Linked DNA regions of Anser cygnoides: region 2 is linked to region 1. The links are chromatin contacts, called in public Hi-C maps. All regions are on one chromosome and are shown on one strand. Each heading gives the region's core, a stretch centred on a gene start, on an enhancer-like site or on the middle of the called end of the contact. The rest is flanking DNA. Distances are from core to core; before and after follow the strand shown. Region 1 holds the start of NRDC (nardilysin convertase). Region 2 holds the start of LOC106033005 (protein zyg-11 homolog B).

Region 1 (4,600 bases), core at 883-3,382:
ATAAATGTGCGGTGCAGTGTTTTAGTTACAGCAGAAGCAGGATTTAGTGTAACTTCTGTAGTAAGAAAAAGAAATAAAAACTTCCACAGCAGAGTGATGATTTTGAGCTGTGAAGGTATAAGAGAGCACATCAGGGAAAATAATGAATTTTTCAGTTCAGCAACTTGATGGTAAAAGAAAATGGATTCAGCAGAAATTGAATTTCAATTCTTGCTTTTCTACCCAATAAATAATTGTTTCATCATGTTCCAGTCAAATTAGATGTCTTTTTCTAAGAAGAATACAGCTATGTTCCAGGCCCTGTGAGCTAGGAGTTGTTAGACTAGGCAGAATTGTTTTTTACAGCACAACCCAGCAAGTAACTACATGTTGGAATTGTCCAAAGAAGTGGCGAAGAAAATGGTTATGAATTCTGCCCTTCCCTGTATGGCATACACGGAGAAACCTTGCATTTGATGCAGAAATACTGCAGAGCTTATTTCAGATCCAAAATCAAATAATCGCAGGCAAGCTTGACATAAAATATATTCATAGAGAGATGGATCTCCTCATCTTACATTTACATTAAAAACCATGAATGGAGAGAAAGCCTTTTGTCTTAAGTGGCATCCATCTGACTTCAGTATTATCAGAGTCGATAATAATTGCTGTTTGTATCAGCTTATAAAAGGTAATGGCAGAATGTGAGATGATCTGTCAAGGCGAGGGAAATAACGGACTTACTTCCACAGAAGACAAACCCGAAACGTTCGCTGCATTCTTATATTTGACTGCCTTCCATTTGACCAGCAGTGCCCTAGTTTTGATAAAAACAGTATGGTTACAAGATTTAAGGAAGGAAGGACTGACGGACTGCTCTCTACAAGCTTCTCTATTGCTTATACCATCACCTAGAGCACTCAGAGCGCATTTCTGTCAGAAAAGCTGAGAAAAGGAGGCTGCAGGTGAGACGTGGTCTTGGCTTCCACCTAGTGGAGAAACAAGGCACTGAGCACGGGGGGAGCAGCCCCTGGGTCTGCGTGCCCTCACCTCTGCGAGCTTCCCACCCTCGAAATCGCTGTCTGCATTCCTTTTGCAGGCAACATAGACACAGAAAACAGCGAACAGCGCTGGCGTTACAGGAGATTGAAGTGCGGAATGATGCAAAGGGGCTGCCATAAACGGAAGAGCAGGCGCGAAGGAGTCCCCGCAGCAGCACAAGGAAAAGGCTGCGGGAGATGCGTGCCGTTGGAGGCGGTGGCTCGGGGAGATGCCGGAGCAGAGGAGAAGCGTTCCTGCTGGGGCTGGGCCTCGCCACACAGGCGCCGGCAGCTTCGCAGGGGGGGAAAGTTTGTGTACCGAGGGGAAAGTGCTTGGAACTGGAGGGACTGGGCCACAGCGCCCACAGGCACTGAGTGCCGCAGCTCTGTCTTTTCTGTTAGATGTTCTGTTTTATTTAGGAAAAAAAAAATAAAAATAAAAAATAAACAGGCGCGGAGATCCGAAAAGTAACCGGCCGCGAGAGGTCTGCAGCGCCTGTGAGGAGCGGGGGAGGCGGGGCGAGGGGGAGGAGCCTCGCCTCAGGCAGCCGCTGTGCCCCTCCTGCGCTGAGGGGGCCTCGCACCTCACGGCCCTTGGGGCGGCTCGCGCGAGCTGATTGGTTCTGCCGGGTGAGCGGCATCCGCTTGGACCAATAGGTGAAGGGAATGAGAGAACGGCTGGCTGGTCGTGTCGGGAGGGAGCGACATCTGCTTGGGCCAAGGGGTGGAGGAAGCGAGGCGGCCGGCCTCCGCAAGGGGCGGTTGGACTCATCCAACAGCCGAGCGGGGGGGGGGGGAGGAGCAGCGGACAGGGAAGGCGGCCACGATGCCGGACCGCGATGCCGGAGGGCGGGGCTCTGGGTCCGCTTCTGCCTCCCTCCCTCCCTTCACCCCGCTGCTCTCCTCCCTCCGCCTAATCTCCGAAAGTCGCCTCTCCCCCTCCTCCCCCCCCCCGATGGTTCCCCCCACCCTCACCAATCACCGCCCGCTCCGGCCACGCGCAGCCCACGGGGGCCTCCCCGTTTCCCCCACGTGACACCACAGCGGGCGCTGACAGGGCGCGGGGCCCGGCCCCCGCCCAGCCACCACCGCCACTTCCCGGCGGGGCGGGAGCCGCCCGGCTGGCAGCGGGGCCCGGCGGCCGGCCGCGCATGCGCAGATTCGCGGCAGCCTTCGTGAGGAGGGGCCGGGCGGCAGCGGCGGCCGGGAGCGGGACCGCGACTGCGACCGGGGCCGGGCCGGGGGCGGAGCGGGGGCGGCTGCCGCCGGTTCTCGTCAGGGCCCGGCCGCTGTGGGCGGCCATGCCCGGGAGGAACAAGGCGGCGGGCGGCGGCGGCTGCCCCGAGGTGCCGGGGGGCAGCAGGCCGCCGAGGCGGGCCGCGACGCCGTAGGCCGCTCGCCTCACGGGGACGAGGAGGAGGAGCGGGGCGCCAACCTCGGCGACCCCGACATCGTCAAGTCGCCCAGCGACCCCAAGCAGTACCGGTGAGCGCCGGGACGGGGCTGGGGGGGGCTGGAGGCCGGCCCTGCCGCGGGTGGGGGCCCGGTGCGGTTCCCGTACCCCCCCCCTTCCGGGCTGCTCGGCCCCGGGAGCGCCGATCCCCAGCGGGAGGCGGTTGTCGGGGGTGTCCCGAGGCAGCGCCGAGCTGAAACCAGGCTAAAACCGGCAGCAGCAAAACTCTTCCCATATAGAGGGGTTCCAAGGCTTAAATACGGCTGTGAGCAGAGACCTTACGCTGCCATTTTGGTGGTGTTTTCGCTTGGTGCTCCCAACAAACCCCCCAGGAGCACGGAGGAATGTCCTGTCCCCCTGCAGCTGGGCCTGGGCGAGAGGCTGCTGAGCGCTGCGGGTGGGGTAAGGCAGCCCTTCTCCGAGGGATGCTGTAGGCGGGTTACCCAGCCCCTGCGAGATGTGCTCTTTTAGCTCTACCCTTCATAACGCCTCTGCTGGCTGCACAGATCAGACTCTGCCTAAACCCCAGCCTGGAGCTGAATTGTGGACTCGCAGTGACACGGGCTGAAGTTCCCTGCTGGCTGCATGGGGGCTGTGCCCATTGGCTCGAGGAACAAACTTCCTCCTTCCCTTCTTATCCTACTTCCCTGCTTCTTCCTCCCCATTTCTGTCTGCCTCCCCTGCTGGCGTTCTCGCTCACGCTGCTTTGCAGGAGGTGGCTTCCTGCACTTTGTAGCTACAGGGACCATCAGCTTAGGAAACTTGTGCCTTTGCTACCTGGAATGACAGTGTGATGAAGCTTGGGAAGTCCACTGGAAACTGGCAATCTGCTCTGAGGCTCAGGAACCTCCTCCACACGCAGGGAATTGCAGAGCGCATTTGCATGCAGCATAGAGTAGACAAATGCCGACGTCTCTCAGAAATCCTGCTCTCTGTACTTAACAGACGTTTTTCCAGCTGGAAGCCAGGAGTCACGTCTTTTCAGATTGATTTCTGTGTATGGGGAGTGAGCCTTGCACAGAACAGACACAAATGTATCCCTTAGGAAGACAGCGTTGCTAAAAGTTAAGTATGCCTTTGTTAGCTATGTTCCAAACCCTCTAAGCAAATTTAAAGATGAGATTTAGTGATGCATATACAGTTTTTCTCCTCTGTTCTTGCATTGGTGTTGACGTATAATGCAGGCTGTTCACAGTTGATTTAATTTCTTTCTCATGGATCTTAAAACCACTTCTCACCGAGTTATCATCTCAAACACACCATTCATAAAAGCAGAGGAGTTCTGACAGCCTGCAAAATGTATTCTCAAAAGTGAGTTTGCTGGGACCAAAATGATCATAACCGAAGTTGCATCTGTTCATGGAACATAGTCTCTCAGAGCTAAGAGTGGGTAGTTATCTTAACTGGATTTTTTTCCCCAAATTTGTTGTATTTAAGTTCATCCTTATATGGGATTTCATGAGTTTGTATTACTTGTTTTCTGTAATTTGAAGAATTAAGACATTTCTCTAAGTGTTTACTATGCATTATTACATATTTCAATATTTGCGTAACTGCTGAACAATTGCCACTGATGTAAGAAAATACCTTAGTGTGAGAACACCAAGCTGTTGGAGCTTACCCAGGATGTATCTTTAAGAATTTGACTTTTATGTTTCATGGATTATTTGTATCAGTGTCTGTACAGCTCTTCTAAAAAGCAATGGGACTACGCTTGCTTCTCTTGCTACATGATTGCATTTTTCTTACTGTATTTTGCATACTAATTGATACTTCTGTATTGATTACACTTGTTCTTTTCCATTGGACTGAAACACGGAAAAAGAAAAGAACACCGATGTCAGTTGGTGTCTCTGCTCAGAACAACCTCAGCTGTTCCAGGTGCTCCTTAAGTGAAATCAGAGAGCCTTTGACAGCAGCGTGGTTAAAGTGTTATTGTGCTTTCGGTGCTAGCATGTAACACTGACAAGCCTGGAGATGAGTAATGTCAAATTAGTATCGCCTGCTGCCTTAGTTTAATGGCTGCATGGGGAAAGGAGAAATGAGAGCTACTGGTACACCTGGCTGCGCAGCTTTATGGCAACTCTTCTGGAGGAATAGCGCCGTACTGCTTGTTCTCTGCCTTCAG
Region 2 (4,600 bases), core at 1,339-3,838, 350 kb before region 1:
TTATGTGTTATATGACACAAGGCTGGGTGCCTTCATTCCTTTTACTAATATATGTTTTAGCTAATGTGACACATCTAAAGTCAACTAGCTTATGGAATAGTACTGGTAATGGAATAGTTGGGGATGGGATTTTTAATGCTTTTTTCTTTAAAATTTCTTTTAAAATCTTCCAAAAAAAAAAAAAGAAGATAACTTTGTAAGTGCTTAATAAAACCAAGGCAAACAAACAAACAAAGAGGTGGGGGGAAGGAGAGTAAAGCACATGGCCATTGGCATCTAGCAGTAATCCAATACACTAGCAGACTGAAATGCAATCCCACCCCTAATATGGCATTACCTAGTTCAGCTTATAGTGTACGTCACTAGTACAGTTGGAAAGGTTCTCACAAATAACACAATTCTTCATACTTTCTTTTAAAAACTCTTTGTATTGACATTAACTATTGCCAGACTATATCTACCTCTATATTTCAAAATGCAGTTACGAAGGAAAAGAAGAGCTTAAAGGGACATATTGAAGTACCTAGAATAAATTAGAGAATCTTAAGCCCAACTTTATGCCTAGATTAATTGAGTAGGAGTACCCAGACAAAATCCTGTTCTTTCAGAAGAGCATCATCATGCAACCACCTGCTTATACAACAGTAACAAAAAAGAGACAGATTTAACTGATGTTTCCCATCAGTAATTGCAATCTAACTTTGCAGGAAAACTAAATCCCACTGCTGTGTGGGCCTTTTTCACTATAGGCATTGTGATGATCCTACCAACTCCAGCCTGAAAGATCCAGTTCTTTCTAGCTTTGTGTCTCAGTCATTAAAAATCAAATCTTCCCCCCAGCCCCCCAGGTAGCTTTTGATCAGTTTCCCCTCAGTAAACCCGTATAAAGCCTTGGAAGACAGACTACAATTTCAGCTGCAGGAGAACTATTTCTAAGTCTCCAATTTTTGCACCCAATTACTGACTCAGTATGACAAGACTCAAGTGCAAGAGGTCACTGTATGCTCTGCCAGGCCCATCTGCTTTTCTTCCCTGAAAGCTCAAGGAAGGAGACGGGGGTACAGGATAAGGGACTTTTCAAATAGTGGCAATTATTTCTCTCAAGAAGTTAGCAGGACAATAAATGGTAGCAGAGCCTTGGTTTTTAGCCCTAAAGATTTACTTTCTTAAAATGAACATGCCTAAAATGACCAAGAAATACTAGCAGCTCAATAACATTCCTCAGAATTCTCCTGAGCACTAATAAGGGCGGTGAAAAATAAACAGATGGTTCAGTGATTTATGCTACGAAAAATGCTCGAGGATTATCCTACTTAAATTAACAGAATGAAACAAAATTAGGCAATTTATTAACCAGACTCACCGAATGATTATGCACAAAACTCAAATTTATTATTTTCATTAATTATTCTGGCACAAGTGGGATCATACTGATTAAAGTTGCTAGCGATACAAAGTTGGCAGAGGCCACAAGGCATCTAAAATTAAATAGTGCCACATTAAAGCTACATAATAAGACCACGTACTCGAAAACTAATATAAAGAACTTCCGATACGAGTTCATCAATTAGAAATGACTGGAGAGAACCTGAAGGGTTCGCTTAACCACAAGGAAACACAGGCAGCCAAAGAAGGTATCAGGAGAAGCATCAAGCAAAAATACGGAACTGTTATGCCATTTTCAAGGCACTAGCAGATCTCGTGGGGCCATTTATGTTAAGAGATATCTACACCACCTCAGTTTGAACCTAACAGCTACCAGAATATGCTGGGGGGGAAAAAGCATGTTGGGAGGAGGAGGCAAAACCAGCTTATTAGCCTCACAGATCAAAAGGTGAGAGAAGATATGAACGCTGCCTGGAAATGTGGCATAGGAAGGAACAAAGGTATGAAGGTGATGCACAATGCCGGCACGACAACAAAGGTGCATAGAGTCGCCATGAATCAGAGTTTTGCCACAGGTTTAAATGTCGGCACCCAGCTCCCAAAGAACCAAACTCGCAGTCCTCTGAAGACAACAACAGGCACAGGGGGTACCTACTTTTAAAATAAAGATCAAAAGCTTACTTAGGCGACTAAGTTATGCTTTTATTAACTACGGTCTATTAGACAGCCCAGGAGGTTCCTGGTGGTGTTTCAAAAGCAAATATGCACACTCATCTCCCGAGCAGGGAGCAGCACCACGCACGGCCTGCCTGTAACAGAGGGGCTGCCTTCTCCCTCCGCCAGCTGCAGCAGAGCCGTACCGGGCCGAGCCGGGCCGGGCCGGGCCGGGCCGGGCCCGAGCTCTGGGGCCGGCCGCGGGTGCCCCTGTCACGGCCGCTGCCGGCGGCGCCCCTCAGCGGCGGGGCGGGACGGGGGCTGCAGGCGCTCGCGCTCAGGGTCTCGCGCCCGCTCCGGCCAACGGCCGCGGCCGCCTGAGGGAGCCGGGCGGCCATACCGGCCCCTCGCCCGCTGCCCCAGCACCTCAGCACCCCGCCGCCGGCAGCCAGCACCCCGGGGCAACCCACCTGCCCCGCCGAGGGACGGCGGCCCCCTTCCCCTCCCCTCAGCGCCCCTCACTCACCATCGCGGCGCTGGGTGCCGGAGGCGAGCGCCCAGCCAGCCGGGTACCGCAGCTTGCGGCTGCCTCTTTTTTTTTTTTTCTTCCCTTTCCACCCCCCTCCCGGTGCTTGCTCCCCCCCCCGACCTGGAAGTGAATGCAGCGCCGGACCCGCCTCCCTTAAAGCAGCCGCAGCGGGCAGAGGACAGCCAGCCCTGCTCTGCGAACGGCAGGGCCAGCGCCGGGGGCTGTAACTCGCCAAAAAGCGCTGGCCCGGCCTGCCTGACCCTCCCCTGGGCTCGTTTTGGGAGGACAAAGCAGGTCCGGAGCTCAGCCTCACCTCCATGCTTTTGCACAAAGATCAGCCTCTTGCAATTCAATGTTTCCTGCCCCAAATTGTGTCTGGGTAATATGAATAGCGAGCTGCTCCCATACAATAGGTCTTGCTTTCTGCTTCGAAGTTGGACAGGAGCTTTGCTATCAGCTTTTATACAAAATAATGTCGGCTTTCAGATACAGTAACAGCGATGAAGACCTCTTTCCCAACAAATATTACTGTATTTACACTTGGTGAAGAGAACACAGTTATTTTTTGTTTCAGAATACACAGTGATACAATTGCTCTGTCCAGTTAAAATGAAATTACAAAAAGTTTACTGTTACATCTTTTAAGCAAAACAGCACACACATCAACATTAAGGAGAAATTACTAATATAATTTACATTTGTCATTAAAAGATGACAAAATATTTTGCAACCATCAAATAATTTTATCCGTTAAAGGACTACACAGCAAAGGTCAGTTTTAGGCACAATTCTTTAGTCTGGGATTTTGACATATTTGCTCAATCACTTCAACCTGAGTATCACTGTATGTCTTTACCTTCTTTTTGTCATTCCATCTGACTTTATGATAGGAACTGTTTTTCTTTTCCTCTCTGGGCTCAGTGAAAACTTTGAAGTCACAGAACAGATTCCCCGCTCAGTGTAATTTCTTGGTCTGCCCCAGTGTACTGAGGAGCCGCAGCAGCCTCACAGTGCCACTTTGCTCCTACATTGTGGAGGCCATACAGCTGACCCAACCTCTGCATTATAAACTGCAAAGACAAAATCCCTGTGAGAACAGACTCTTCAGAGATTTAAACCAGTTGAACTCAAGAGTTCCTACTGAGCTTGTGCGAACTGAATTTTTTCAAAGCCTGATTTTCAGAGAAACAGTACAAAAGCAGTTCATCTTCCAAAAGCATCTCCAGAACATAAGAGGACCTGACAGGTAGCAGTCAGCATGGACTAAAAACGTGTATTTTCTTACTTGCATTCTCACAGACGTGTCAGTGCTTTTGCTTGATGCACTTCAGAGACGAGATATAAGCTTCGTGTGGACCACGTGTAATAACCCCAACCCAAACACTGAAAAGCCTGACAAGTTTTAAGGAAATACTACAGGAATAATGTGAACAGAAGTTACAAGTGGAATTTTGATAGCACGCCCAGCAGGTGGTGCCAGCAGTCCGACCCACAATGGTTCTAGCAATTAGCTCTAGCAGTTAACAGACAATCCGGTTTCCCCCTATGGGAGACTATACACAAGATTTAACTGAGTTTTATTTATCCCAAAAGCTTGACAAGCCTGTGTGATGCTACTGAAATCATTTGGGACAAAGCAACTGTTTGAAAATAATTTTAACTAAGCAATTTGTCATATACATTTCTAATGTGCTGCTATACTCTCAGAAAATTGTTTGTGCTGGAAACCGCTGGAACTGGATACTGTGCCGTATTTCGTACGAGTACCCTAGTATCACACTGTCTAGCACTGTAAATTCATCCATAACTGAAGAACTAGGTCATGTAATGTGTCATGAACTGCTTACCAGTCTCTCTAAGTGCTTTCAACAACCCCGGCACTTTCTGCTCACACGTACTGGGATGCAGGATTCCCATCTCTTCAGAAGGCATCCGCAAGGTCAGTTTTTGTACCACAAGGAGGTTGCTGGTAAAGGTTGTTAGCAGCAACACGTCTGTCCTAAAATTGAGTTGAAAAATTATTCAGCTGTA

What was found. A called contact is a pair of places that touch in the nucleus more often than the background predicts.
Region 2: a Hi-C map of liver shows a contact between it and region 1, with 1.6 times the contacts expected there. The contact joins the promoter of LOC106033005 here to the promoter of NRDC in region 1. A contact is called at or near these places in 2 of 7 Hi-C or Micro-C datasets (granulosa cells and liver).

What each region holds. Positions count from the first base shown.
Region 1 is chr8:27,199,030-27,203,629 of Taihu_goose_T2T_genome, reverse strand. It overlaps NRDC (nardilysin convertase), which reads left to right and starts at 2,132. Exons shown (of 32, transcript XM_048062051.2): 1 at 2,132-2,363; 2 at 2,366-2,504. The coding sequence starts at 2,171.
Region 2 is chr8:27,546,586-27,551,185 of Taihu_goose_T2T_genome, reverse strand. LOC106033005 (protein zyg-11 homolog B) reads right to left here and starts at 2,588. Exons shown (of 14, transcript XM_048061927.2): 1 at 2,567-2,588. The coding sequence starts at 2,569. It overlaps SHISAL2A (shisa like 2A), which reads right to left. Exons shown (of 16, transcript XM_067001583.1): 15 at 4,468-4,568; 16 at 3,081-3,639. It overlaps COA7 (cytochrome c oxidase assembly factor 7), which reads left to right and starts at 4,368. Exons shown (of 4, transcript XM_067001578.1): 1 at 4,368-4,508. The coding sequence starts at 4,404.